2 separate regions of the Sus scrofa genome follow, and region 1 is linked to region 2. Evidence: chromatin contacts called from public Hi-C data. All regions are on one chromosome and are shown on one strand. Each heading gives the region's core, a stretch centred on a gene start, on an enhancer-like site or on the middle of the called end of the contact. The rest is flanking DNA. Distances are from core to core; before and after follow the strand shown.

Evidence for each region. A called contact is a pair of places that touch in the nucleus more often than the background predicts.
Region 1: a Hi-C map of retroperitoneal adipose tissue shows a contact between it and region 2, with 1.7 times the contacts expected there. The contact joins two enhancer-like sites. A contact is called at or near these places in 5 of 47 Hi-C or Micro-C datasets (alveolar macrophages, embryonic fibroblasts, fetal heart ventricle and 2 more) and 1 of 2 datasets of contacts at active chromatin or transcription factors (skeletal muscle).

What each region holds. Positions count from the first base shown.
Region 1 is chr9:57,493,683-57,500,148 of Sscrofa11.1, forward strand. No RefSeq gene overlaps it. Among named protein-coding and RNA genes, the nearest start is that of SNX19, 61 kb to the right of the region's middle. Within about 2 kb of position 1,914, at least 1 of the 83 cell types and tissues checked has an H3K27ac peak or open chromatin away from gene starts, as enhancers often do. A contact at or near this core is called in retroperitoneal adipose tissue, where this site is marked.
Region 2 is chr9:57,416,928-57,423,885 of Sscrofa11.1, forward strand. It overlaps LOC106504929 (a long non-coding RNA gene), which reads right to left. Exons shown (of 2, transcript XR_002335747.1): 2 at 4,440-6,462. Among named protein-coding and RNA genes, the nearest start is that of SNX19, 140 kb to the right of the region's middle. Within about 2 kb of position 3,909, at least 5 of the 83 cell types and tissues checked have an H3K27ac peak or open chromatin away from gene starts, as enhancers often do. A contact at or near this core is called in retroperitoneal adipose tissue, where this site is marked.

The DNA of each region.
Region 1 (6,466 bases), core at 664-3,163, 75 kb after region 2:
GTTCCCAGGCTAGGGGTCAAATCAAAGCTACAGCTGCTGGCCTAGGCCACGGCCACAGCAATGTGGGATCCGAGCCGCATCCTCAACCTACACCTCAGCTCACAGCAACGCTGGATCCCCAACCCGATGAGCGAGGCCAGGGATAGAACCCACATCTTCATGGATCCTAGTTGGGTTTGTTAACCACTGAGCCACAAAGGGAACTCCATGTATTTTGTATAATAAATCACAACATCACAGTGGAAAAATTGGTGAAATTCAAATAAGGTCTATAGGTTACTTGAATGTATTGGATCCATGATAATATCCTCCTTTTAATCATTTTACGATGATTTTATGAGATTTTAACATAAGGGGGGTTAGGTGAAAGATATATGGTGGGAGTTCCCGTCGTGGCGCAGTGGTTAACGAATCCGACTAGGAACCATGAGGTTGCGGGTTCGGTCCCTGCCCTTGCTCAGTGGGTTAACGATCCGGCGTTGCCGTGAGCTGTGGTGTAGGTTGCAGACACGGCTTGGATCCTGCGTTGCTGTGGCTCTGGCGTAGGCTGGCGGCCACAGCTCCGATTAGACCCCTAGCCTGGGAACCCCCATATGCCGCAGGAGTGGCCCAAGAAATAGCAAAAAAAAAGATATATGGTGATTTTGCTTTATTCCTGTACCTTTTCTTTAAGTCTGTTATTATTTCAAACAAGAAGCTTAAAAGCTAGTGCCTTCCCTGGGCTGGGGAGACAGTGGTAAATGAAACAGATGCTTCCTCAGAGGCTCGGAGCTTAGCTTGGTCTGCAGAAGGACAAGCAAGCATCCTTTTTTTTTTTTTTTTTTTTTTTTTTTTTGTCTTTTTGGGGCTGCACGTGCAGCATGTGGAGGTTCCCAGGCTAGGGGTCGAATCGGAGCTGCAGGCACCGTGCCGAGCACACACAGCATATACTGGTTCTGCCCTTTCACCCACAGTTCCGGTTGGGGATTCATTGAACAATTTTAAGTGATTTCTTGTTCAGATTTGTGCACAGTTATTCTTTTCCACACTCGGTTGTGCTTCATGTGCATCTTAAACCCGGGTTCAAAATGTTTCACAAGATGTTCTTGGATTATAAATGAAAGAGAGCCAAAAGGCAGAACATTCCAAACAAATTCAGCCCCAAATGATACAATTTCATGTCAGGGTTGAGTTTATAAATACTTTCTTGCATTGTTCTTCTTCTCGGCCAAAGGTCATCAGAATATCTCCTTGGCTTTTTTTTTTTTTAATTACTCAATGATTTTTATCACATCTGTAGTTGTATAATGATCATCACAATCCAATTTCACAGGATTTCCATCCCACAACCCAAGCACATCCCCCACCCCCCAAACTGTCTCCTCTGGAGACCATAAGTTTTTCAAAGTCTGTGAGTTTCTGTTCTGCAAAGAAGTTCAGTCTGTCCTTTTTTCAGATTCCACATGTCAGTGAAAGCATTTGATGTTGGTGTCTCATTGTATGGCTGACTCCTTGGCTTTTTAAGTGAGGTCCTGGATATTTATTCTCAAGACCTCTCTCTCGGAGCTCCGATGCCTTCCCCCTTCCCCACAAAGAAGCCCCTCTTTCCCGCTGGTCATTTAAACCTCCCCTCCCCCACCCCAGGATACACCACTTTCCGATCTTTCTACCACCCATCCTTCAGTGAGCCCTTAAGCTCTTTCTCTCCATAAAGGTACCCACCGTGGCTCCCAGTCCCCCACTTCCCCATGGGGCTCGGCTGGGAACATGTTTTCATAGAACCACCTGCATCCATGCATTCATCTCCCAGAGCCTGCACAGACACTGTGGCAGGAAATTTGTATTCCGCCCAGCACAGCAACAATTCCTAGTGACTTAGTTTTTGTGAGACGACTGGCCTTCCCTGTCCCAAACACAGAGAGACCAATAGCAGCAAAACTTCCGCTCAAGTTCCTTTGGGACTGAGTCCCTTAAGAAGAGACTGCCTTGGGAGTTCCCACTGTGGCTCAGTGGGAACGAAACTGACTCATATCCATGAGGATGTGTGTTTGATCTCTGGCCCTGCTCAGTGGGCTAAGGATCCAGTGTTTCCATGAGCTGTGGTGTAGGTTGCAGATGAAATTCAGATCCCACATTGCTGTGGCTGCAGTAGCTCTGATAGGACCCCTTAACCTGGGAACTTCCATATGCCTTGGGTGAGGCTCTAAAAAGAAAAAAGAAGAACTAGAAAAACAAGAACAGGAACAAGAAGAGGAAGAAGAGAATGGCTTTGAGAACCCTGACACCCTTACAAATGAGACTTTATCATCGATGAGCATAGCCAGGTCTGTTATCTCAGCCAGACTTCAGGGCAGGGGTCAGGCTATGAGCTGGGGCCAGTCATCTGGAAGCAGGACAAAAATAAGTCTTTGCAAGACAGTCTGGGCAGGTTGTAGGTGGGAGAAGAAACCTGTCTTACTTAACCCAGAGGAACTGATGTTTCATGGGGCAAACCTCAGGCACCACGTTAGTGGAGGGTGTAAACAGTGGGCAGGAGGCTGCCATGCTGTCCTTTTGTGATGCAGATCCTCAGAACTTTCTGTCACCTCCGTGTAGTTTGGGACACATGGGGGTATTTCAAGAAAAGTTTGATATTTAGTGGTAAATAAAATAGGGTTTTCTCAAGGCAAACATTTGTTTACCTGGATATCAGGTATTCACCTGTAAGGTGAGTCCAGCCTTTGGGTGGTTGAAAGGCTATCAAAGAGAAACACATTTCAGTGGAAAGCAAGTGACCACCTTGCTGCTTGTGAACTGTGGCTTTTGTGATGGTGCCATAAAGACACAGAGGGAAGGAGTGTGTCCGTTCTGGAGCTGCGGGCAGCTTCTTGGAGATTTTTTAGTAGTTTAACATCTTGGCCATAGGTAAGGCGAGAGGTGAGCTGTGGAAAGAGGGGTTTCAGGCAGGGTTGGTGACCAGATGAGTGAAAAGACTGCGGGACCCCAACTTCCAACCCTCTGCATCCAGGATGGTCCCAGGCAGGACAGGTGTCTCCTCAACCCCCCTCACTTTTTTTTTTTTTTTTGTCTTTTGGCCATTTCTTGGGCCGCTCCCGTGGCATATAGAGGTTCCCAGGCTAGGGGCTGAATCAGAGCTGTAGCCACCGGCCTATGCCAGAGCCACAGCAACTCGGGATCCGAGCGGTGTCTGTGACCTACACCACAGCTCACGGCAATGCCGGATCCTTAACCCACTGAGCAAGGCCAGGGATCGAACCCTCAACCTCATGGTTCCTAGTCGGATTCATTAACCACTGAGCCACGATGGGAACTCCCCCCCTCACTTTTATAATAACCATCTGCTCTTCGCAGTCAGTGTTCTTATTCTTTTCAGGGTTCCTTTTTCCCCTGAGCTAGCAAGACTTTTGCTTATTATTTTAGGCTATTTATAGCGAGCGCTCCAAGATCTGCTTTTGGTAACAAATTACACCTCATTTGCTCTTCTAAACAAATGCGATGCTGAGTGAAGGCCTTGATCTCGGAAGAGAGACTCAAGATGCTGTTACCTTTGGTTCTTCTCTTTCTCTCCTCTCTCTCCTCTTCCTCCTCTGCCCTGGCCTCCATCTCCTCCTCACCATCTCTCCATCACGTCTTCTGAAGAGGAGCCCGTCTGACCTGGAGAACTTGGTTTCTGGGTTCTGGAAGCAGCATGGCAAGAACTAGCCACCTGATCATGGAACGAGTCCTCTGAGGATCTCAAGAGGATGAAATCTAGCAGCATAAATGCTAATGACGAGAGTGCTTTGCTTTTTTCAGAAGCACTCCGAGGGCTTCCCCGACGTGAACTCATCTTGGGAGGTGGAGGAGGCACCATGACACGCGGTCCTGGGGTTTATTTTCAAAGCTGTCAGACCACAAGAATTTTGTTGGCCGCAGGATTTATAGTGGCTCCTTTTCAGTGTCTGACTCCCCTCCCTTTCCTCTTTTTTATTTTTTATTTTTTGTTTTTGTTTTTTAGGGCTGCACCCACAGCATATGGAGGTTCCCAGGCTAGGGGTCCAATTGAAGCTACAGCTGCCGGCCTGCGCCACAGCAATGCCGGATCCTTACCCCACTGAGCAAGGCCAGGGATCGAACCTGCGTCCTCACAGATGCTAGTCAGATTTGTTTCTGCTGAGCCACGATGGGAACTCCCCTCCTTTTTTCCTAATGAGATACATTTACACCCTGTCTCTTTAAAAACTAACGACGAGGGTCAAAACAGAAGGTCTCTTTGGTCCCGACATGCAACTTCACATTTACAAAAACACATCTCTCTACTGTACTTTTAGATGCTTTGCCCGTCGCTTCACCAATCAAACCACAAAAACAAGTGGAGCTTTGGGCGGATGAGGAATGGAACCACACAGGAGTTTCAAAAGCTGGGCCAAAGAGGCCATGATGGAGCTGAGCTTTGACCCTCACGGACTCTCAGAGCAAACAGTGGACCAGTTCTCCTCTGCAGTGGTGACCGTCTCCTTTTCAGACACAGAAGGCGAGTGGGATCCGCTGGACGGCCTTGGGGTCCCCAAAGCAAGGGCTGGAGTGCTGGCCCCATCCAGGTGCGCTCAGTAGAGTGCCTGGCCCACAGAAAGACCTCACTGCATATTCATTTACTCATGAACACATCTGCAGAGGGAAACAATCAGACTGAAGACCAAGGATCCCAGCTCTTCAACCAGAGACAATATGAATGGGGACAGCACAGTCAGTGGAGTGTCCCCTTTATGTCCCTGCTCCATCACTGGGATTCCCAGGACACCAGTGCCCCCTTGACCCCCCAGAGCTGGGGCGGGGCGGGGGGGGGGGGGCTTACAAAGCTTGTTTTCCAGGAAACAGCTGAGATTCCCATTCTCCTATTCCTTATTTGTTGAATAAAGATTTGGGGAGTTCCTGTTGTGGCTCAGTGGGTTATGAACCCAACCAGCCTCCATGAGGATATGGGTTCAATCCCTGGCCTCATTCAGTGGGTTAAGGGTCTGGCGTTGCGGTGGCTGTGGTGTAGGCCAGCAGCTGCGGCTCTGACTTGACCCCTAGCCTGGGAACTTCCATACGCTGCCAGTGTGCCCTGCACCCCCCCAAAAAAAAAGATTTGGAAGAGAGAGTCAAAATAGATCAAAGTTATGTGTTCTAGCCTCAGACACACCTGAGTTCCATTGCTGGCTCTGTCACTCATGAGCTGTGTAATCTTCGAGAAATTGTTGACTCACTCAGAGCCTGTTCTTTATCTGCAAAACAGTGACAGCACAGAGCACCTCAAAGGAGTCCCGTGCAGAGATTGGGGCTGTGGGGGTCCCCAGGTCATCACTTCTTGCCTGGACAGTGAGATTGCCAGGTGACTGAGCCGAAAGGAAAAGACACTCCAAGGCTCCCAGCCCTTACACAGGCAGCCGGCTCGCTTACACCTGAGAGGCTCACACCAGTCCCAAAGGGTCTGGAAAGACAGTCCCCACGGGGGCCAGGATGGCAGAGAGCTGGAAACGTTTGGCCATTAATGCAACACATGAAGCAGTTGGCCTCATGTGTCTAAGGCCTGCATCCATGCTAGCTATATTTTCGTTTGGATCTGGTACATATAAAATGTTGTACCCGTATTATTTTAGTATATGCAGGAGTGTTAACGGCTGGTAATTCACTGACTATTGTCCTCTCTTTCAGAAGTACCCACAGTTCGAGAGTAGATTCGTGGAGATGTGATATTAAACCTTAAGGAATGAATCTTGCCAATAACTCAGAGGGTGGAAAGAATCAGAACGTTTCCAGGGAAGGCGGGATCTGGCCCAGCTTGGACGTCCGGGTACCGTCTCAGTAACAAGTAGCCAAGGACGACCTCAGCGTGTGGCACAGAGTGGCTGACATCTCTGCTGTGAGCCTGGGCATTTCCTACCATTTTCTCATCTGTTTATTCATGCAATGTTCACGGAAGGCGCCTATGTCCTGGGCACCGGGTCTGTGGCACTGAGGGCCAGGGCATTTTAGAGGAGAAGACACGTGAATAGCAGGCAGGGGGTGGTAACTATTATTTGGGAATCAAGAACGTGGACATACCCAGTGCTTGGGGCAGGGGTGATGCTGCTTTATCTGGGGGGGTCGGAGAAGGAATTCAGGCCCCTCCCAGGGGGAGCTGGGACAAGAGCATCCTGGACTGAGGGACTGTGGGGCCAGGAAAGGGTGGGTTGGACAGGAACAAGAGTGGGGTTTGGAGCTTCACTGGTTCTGCCACTGATTGTGCAGTGCTTGGACCAGTGACTGTGAGGATGGGCACGGATGGGCTAGGAGCTGGGCCCTGGACTTGCATCCTGGCTCCGCCCCTAACAACAAGACCAGCTGGCAAGTTACTCTGCAAGCTTCAACTTCGCCATTTGTAAACATGGGGGAGACCTATCTTTCATGCCTCAGATCTTTGGGCAGATGAAATGAGTTAATTTGTGCAGAGCCCCGAAGCCAGGGCCAGACATCCTGTGAGCCC
Region 2 (6,958 bases), core at 2,659-5,158:
CCTGTTCCCTGGCCAACCTGGGTTCCACACCCACCTGCCTTAACTGCCTCGGGACATGTGAGGACAGATGAGAAGGATGCTGGAAAAAAAGCACCAGCCTTATTACTTGGGGATCTGATTCTAAGATGTAAAGTCAAGAGACTGCAGTCGGCCGCTGTGGTTTCTGAGGACCAGTCCAAATTTCCTTAGGAGCCACAGCTCCTTGCAGTCTAGACCACCTGCAAAGGGAGAGAAAAGGAATATTCTCCCTTTTATTGGTTGTCCCAATTTATCAATTTAGAATAAGCCTTTATGCCCCACTCTCTCTAAATAAAACTTGATTTGAAAAGTGTCTGAACCTCTGTTTGCACATCTGCTCCTGTGTTAGCTTTTGTCCCTCCTGTAGGGAAGGGCCTGTCCCCTACGTATCTGAGGCCACCGTCTATCTCCCTTGCCCGGTAAAGCCGCTGGGCCTCGCACTGGGGCGTGAACCTAGCAGCACAGAGTCCAGACTCCGGCCGCCCGCTGGCGGGAGTCACACCCTGGCTCCACCCCTGCAGCCTCCGGAGTTGGCTCCTTAGAAGGGAGAGTGCGGCCTGGATCCCAGGCCGATCTGGGCAGATAGGAATCCACGGTGGACGCCAACTCAGCTTTCCTCTCTTCAAAGGGTATATGCTGTGGGCACAGATAATCTCTTTGGAAGTTTGGATCAAAGAAATAAGCGTCAAAGATAAAAGTCGTTCTCTCATGCCTGTGATGAGGGCCCACAGAATGCCCTTGTCACTGCATTAATTTTGTTTCTGTGTCTCAGCCATGTCCCTCCTGGCCTTGGGAGCCCTTCCTTCCATTGAGTGAATGTTTACAGGGCGCCTCCCTGTGTCACTTGGGGGGTTAAGAAGAGGCCGTAAGCAGCAAACAAGACACACAGGCCCTACCCTCCTGGGGCTACTGACAAGCAGGAAAGGAAGGCAGGAGCCCCTGACAAGGGGGAAATATATTGTGGGCAGACAGCTGGGAGCACAGAGCTTGGGGATTTAACCTTCTCAGGGGATCAGAGTAGCCATCCTTGGGGACATGACTTTAGGTGAGATTTGGGGGGCCTGGGATGTAAGCCCCATGGGGACTGTCCCCAGAGGGTACCTGACATAGGAAGTGCTTCTTAAATACTTGTTGAAGGGATAACAGAGGAGGTAACAGAAGGGGGTGGTGCTGTGAAGGAGGTTCCAGGCAAAGGGAATTCCATATCTGACGGCCATGGGCGTGCTCAACCCAGCAAAAAAGGGTCCTCGTGGATGCACTGGAGAGAGCAAAAAATGGGTCCAGGACCCAAAGCTGGACCAGCTGGCAGTGGCTCTTGGACCTTGTTGAGGAGGTTGAACTCTTGCTGGAGCATCAGGAGCTGACGCCAGCATTGAGGGGCCAAGTCGCTCCCACTGCCCACTCTGCAGTGGTCCTTCTCAAACTCTAATGTGCGATGGAACCTCCTGGGCATCTCATGAAAACACAGATTACTCCATAGTTGTGAGGCTGGGATTCTGCACCAGCTCCCAGGGGCCGAGGCTGCTGGTTTTGAGCACAGCATTTTGCAGGCAAATGCTCTGCCATTGAGCTCTACCCCCTGAGCACCACACTTTGAGTAACAGAGACACAAGATGCTGCATCAGCGTTGACTTTCTAGCCATGCAATGGCCTCTACCCCTTCATTATGGAGGACGTATGAAGTTCTATTATTTATTTGGATACATAGGGTAATTACTTCTCAGAACCAGTGAGGACCTTCATTCTGAGGCAACTCATCTAAATAACTCCCCTCTCCGAGGGGAAAAGGGAGCCTGTCCCCGGGGATGCCACCTGCCCATGTTGACCCTGATTAATAGCAGCAGCAGTGGGTCTGGACCTCAGGGTTCCCTGAGTGTCAGCTAAAAATTTGCTCTCTATTGCTAAACTATCTCCCTTTTCCACATGGCTTTTTTCCTACCGTGTCCCACCAGGATATGGGTGGAGGCCGGCTGGGCCTAGAACAGGCTATCGGCCTGCACTGGAGAGGCTCCTGGCCACCATCCGAGTCCTGGAGGATTAACTGAGTGCTCTGTGGCCTTGGAGGGAGGCCAGCCCAGAGAGTTTCCCAAGCCTGGATTAGCCACAGCCTGAGATGTGCTCACGGCTGCTGCGTTATCATGGTCTTTCTCTTATCTGGATTTTAATGACTTCAGCAGTTTGCCTAGCAGGTGATGTCCTGGTGCCTGGAGTGACTGACCAGTGCTCCAGCCATGAGAGTTGGTCCTGGGAAGACCCGCAGTGGTGGGAGTTCACCTGTGGTGCTATAGTGGGGGGAGCATAGACTATTCCTCCAGCTGAAAGTATTCCTTGCTAGCTAATCCTTATTGAGTCCAATTCCACCACCAGGTCTTCATTCTTTGGGTTACACACTGCCTCAACTGTCTATCTTAAAAACCTGAGGATAACTATTGGAGTTCCTGCCATGGCTCAGTGGAAATGAATCTAACCAGCATCCATGAGGACACAGGTTCAATCCCTGGTCTTGCTCAGTGGGTTAAGGATCCAGCATTGCCGTGAGCTGTGGTATAGGTTGCAGACGTAGCTTGGATCCTGCATTGCTGTGGCTGTGGCATAGGCCGGCAACTACAGCTCCAATTCGACTTCTAGCCTGGGAACCTCCATATGCCATGGGTGCAGCCCTAAAAAGACAAACAAACAAACAAACAAAAAACCTGAAGTTAACTATTAAGTCACTAACATCTTAGTAAGAATTAGGTCATTGGCTCTCCCCTAGGGTAGGGACAATGTCTTGGTTAGAGAAGGCCACTGTGATAGGGATGAGGAGTAAGAGAAAGCAGGAAATGGGGAGACAGGAGATGAAATTGGCTTAACTTCACCATCTTGTCCAGGGCCAACTCTGATTTTGACCTCCAGATGCTTCCTATTTTTTATGGCTTCTAATCAAAGTTGGTGATGATGTAAGGAACTGGAGTGAAACCAGGCATTCAGATTCTGGGTGGGGTTTACAGTAAAGATATGAGTAATACCTGACACTTGCCTGTGCCTCTCTGTCCCCCAGACAGGATGAACCCCGGAAAGCCATGGGTACCACCTCTAGGGTGGGACAGAGGTAAGCCCAAGGTCAAGTGGAACCGAACCTTTACCTGTAGGACCGAGCCTTTCCCTGAGAGACTGAGTTACCCCAGGGAGACTGCTGGACTAGAGGGGACCAGAATACCCTCAGCTGCAAGGGAATCTCAGCCGGCAATAAAGAGGAGGGAAGGACTGACACACTGCAGCTCAGACAACCTCGAAACCATCGGGTTGATGGGAAGCAGCGGGCACTGAAGAGCACGCTTTCAGTTTATGGCCTTTGGCTGGAGGCAGAGGCTCACTGGAGGAACACCCGTGTCCAATGGCTTTGTCCGCAATGAAGATACTGCTGCCTACATGGTACGTATCCTCTTTGTGAGGACTCAGGAAATATGCTTTGGCCTTAGGTTCCAAAATAGTTCTTCTCCAGAACAACCGGTTTACTTTTATCTCATAAGCCTTGTAACGTGTGTGAAGGATCCCTTCCTGCCGGTGTTGATGGCTAGGTAGCTGAGAGCCAGATTCATGATCTATCCTGTGTCATTCCCTTCTCATTATTTAAACACACACACACACACACACACACACACACACACACACACACGTGCTCCTCTCATGCCTACCTCCATTTTCAGTTCCCACCCTACCCTCTTTTTCTTTGTCATCTGCTTCTGTTTTTTAATATCTTGCTGTATTCTGTGTATATTTATATAACTGTTCTTGTGTTGAAACAAGGGGGAGCGACATCGAACCTCCAGAACAATCTGCCCCCTTGGCTTCAGTTTTCCTGTGCCCGTCTGGACTGTGGCCAGGAGGCGCCTAAGGGTTCCCTCAGACTGTGCATTCATGCGCCTCACTTCTGCTAAAGAGATCTTTGCAAAAGCACCTCCGTTTACAGATCTTCCACGCCACCCCCTTGGTTTTAAAAAGGGGCCACATTTCCTAGGTGGGCCTGTGGCTGGTTAGTCGAGCTCTTCCATCCAGTTGAGCTTCTCTGAGCACACTCCCCTCTGCCACCCCAGCCCTTCCTGTCCCTGTATTTGTGCACTTTCCCACCCTCTCTCGGCCCCTGCACAGAGCTCTTCCCTCCAGACGCCTGTGTCTTCCACTTGCTCTGACAAAATCTTGCTTATCTAGATGCCCCCACATCCACGCCCCCAGAATTCCACAGAGACGCCCCTGCGGTCAATGGGCCCTTCTTCTCTTGGCCTCATTGGTCCTTAGTGCTGGGTTTGATATAGAGTGATGCTTGTTGAATTCATTTGAGTATGTTGGCATCGATGGCTTAAAATAATAGCACCTTTTCCTTCCTTGCCACTAAATTTGGGACATTGAAGACGGATGCTGAGATCAGACAGAGGAGGGAATGAGAATACCAGCTTTATTGCCAACCCAGTTAGATCCTGCAGCATAGACGTTGTCAAACCAGATTTCCTAGGGGTTTGCTCCAAGACCATTCGTCGGGATGAGTCAGCTGGGGACAGTTTGGTTTTACAGAGCAGATCTATTTACTGAGGGTCTCTTGCTCACGCCTCAAGGGAGAGACGACCCTTCAGACTCACCCTGCAAGGAGGGCTGGGGCCGGTGCCACATGTGCTGAGCCGGTGGACACTGAGCTGGGTGGATAGCAGCTGCTATGGGGACAGACCATCCTAGAGAGATGCCTGGAAGGCCGAAGGCTCTCATTCAGTTCCTTATTCCCAATCCACCTATCTGGTAAGTTGCTCTTCCACCAAGCGAGGGAACACAGAGGAAGAAATGTATCCCCTCCATACCTCCACGGGATGGGGTTTCTATTTTATGGGCCAAGATGATAGAAGAGAAGGAGAGTGTGTTAGGCAAAGTCTTATAATTAAGACAAAGCATTTCTTGATGATCTGAGCAGACATGAATATTGGGATGTACTGAGAATTATGATGCATCCCATTGTGTAAGAAAATGACATTATGGACATGTTAGGGAAAAAAAGAGTCTTTATCCATTAGAAATCACACAGCAATATATATGGTGGAATAACATGGTATCTTGGGTTTATTTTAAAATACTTTAGCCCAAAACAATTAAACAAAGGTGAAAGGAAGAGCAGAAGTGGTGAAATAATTGGAAAAATATTAATGATTGGTGGCCTGGGTGATAGGTACACAGGGGTTCATTATGCTATTCTCTTCAATTTTCTGTACACTGGAAAATTTCCACAACAAAGTTTTATATGAAAGGATATGGAGGGGAGTTCCCGTTGTGGCTCAGCAGTAATGCACCTGACTGGTATCCATGAGGAGGCGGGTTCGATCCCTGGCCCTGCTCAGTGGGTTAAGGATCCAACCTTGCTGGGAGCTGTGGTGTAAGTCGCAGACTTGGCTTGCATCCTGCATTGCTGCAGCTGTGGCATAGGCTGGCAGCTGCAGCTCTGATTCAACCCCTAGCCTGGGAACTTCCATATGCCACACATGTGGCCCTAAGAAGCAAAAAAAGAAAAAGAAAAGAAAAATGTAAAAGATATGGGGGAGCTTAGAGAAACTGAGTTGTCCACTAAACCAGGCTTTGGGGGTAAGGCGTCCAAGAGCAATGCTGCAAGCTGTCCATGGAGCAGAAGGCCTGGCTGGACACAGGGCTCCCAACAGCCAGTGTGAACAACCCACCTCCGGGTCCCCTACCAGTGCCAAGTCCAGAAACCAGATGTAGCAGTCACCTCCCTTCTCCTGCAGCCAGACTGGAGCTTCTTCAGATAATTGGCTTCTAGAAAGAAGTCTGGGGCAGGAGTGGGAATGGCCAAACTGGGGTCACCAGGCCCCAGTGCCCTATCTGGGCATCAGGCAGCTGCACTTCCCTGGTGAGGGGTGGGCTCTGCCTCCTCCAGTTCAGGAAAGGGATGTAGATCATCTTGAAAAAGTATTAATCTCCACTGCAGGGAGGAAACGGTTCTCCCGCCTGTTCCAAGTGTGTTTACGTTTCTGTTAAGTTTTCCCTGTAGCCTCTACAGCAATAACTTTTGCATCATTTTTTTCATTTTACAAATAGTTTCTCACATTTTCTTAGAATTCTAATGATATCGTTTTCGTCCCCAAAGTGGACTCACACATCTTCTGCACAACAACCGTGAGTCTGTCATCCCCCTATTACGGATGAGACTCACCCGGGTTCCCAGGGCTCTGAGGAGGTGACCTCAGGCTTCAAACCCCAAAGACCCACCCTGAGACCAGCCCGTGTCACTTCCACTGCGATGCAGCCAGACTTCCATTTGTGACTTTCAGCCAGACTTCAAGCAGGTTTTTTTCTTTATCTCAATCTAATCAAGAGCCGAAACGTCAGAGGTTTTCATCTTCCTTCGGTCAGTTTTCTGGATCGCTTTTCTCAATCTTTTGAAAGCTGTCATAAGCGAACACAAGAATACTAAAAAAAAAAAAAAAAATCTACAAGTGGTTAGAGTTTCAGACAGAGCTTGTAAACTTGCTACCACTTCTAGGCAACACAGGACACCGGTTCAACTTAATTGTCCATCCGTGGGCGGCTCCCACAAGAGGCCGCTGCCTCAGCTGTCAAAGACTCTGAAGCATGAAATCAGTTTTAAAGGTGATTTTGTTCAGAAAGTGGGCAAAAATCAAAAATCAACTGAATCGCTTGCCTGCGACTGCCTGCAGCCTCCCCAAGGAGTGCTGACACAGGGCACCTGGAAAAGGGACCGAGCTCTGCAAAGTGTCAGGGAGGGGCCGCATCTCCGTGTGCAAATAACTGGCCTCAGCACATTCCAAGGGAAAAAGTGGAGGAGAAGTATGACGCGATGTCAAAAGAAGGCGCAGGCCCAACAGGCTCTCCCCTGCTGCTTAATACAGGAAATATTTCCCAAACATCTCGGCTAATCCTGCACCGATACAATGAGAAATGAGCC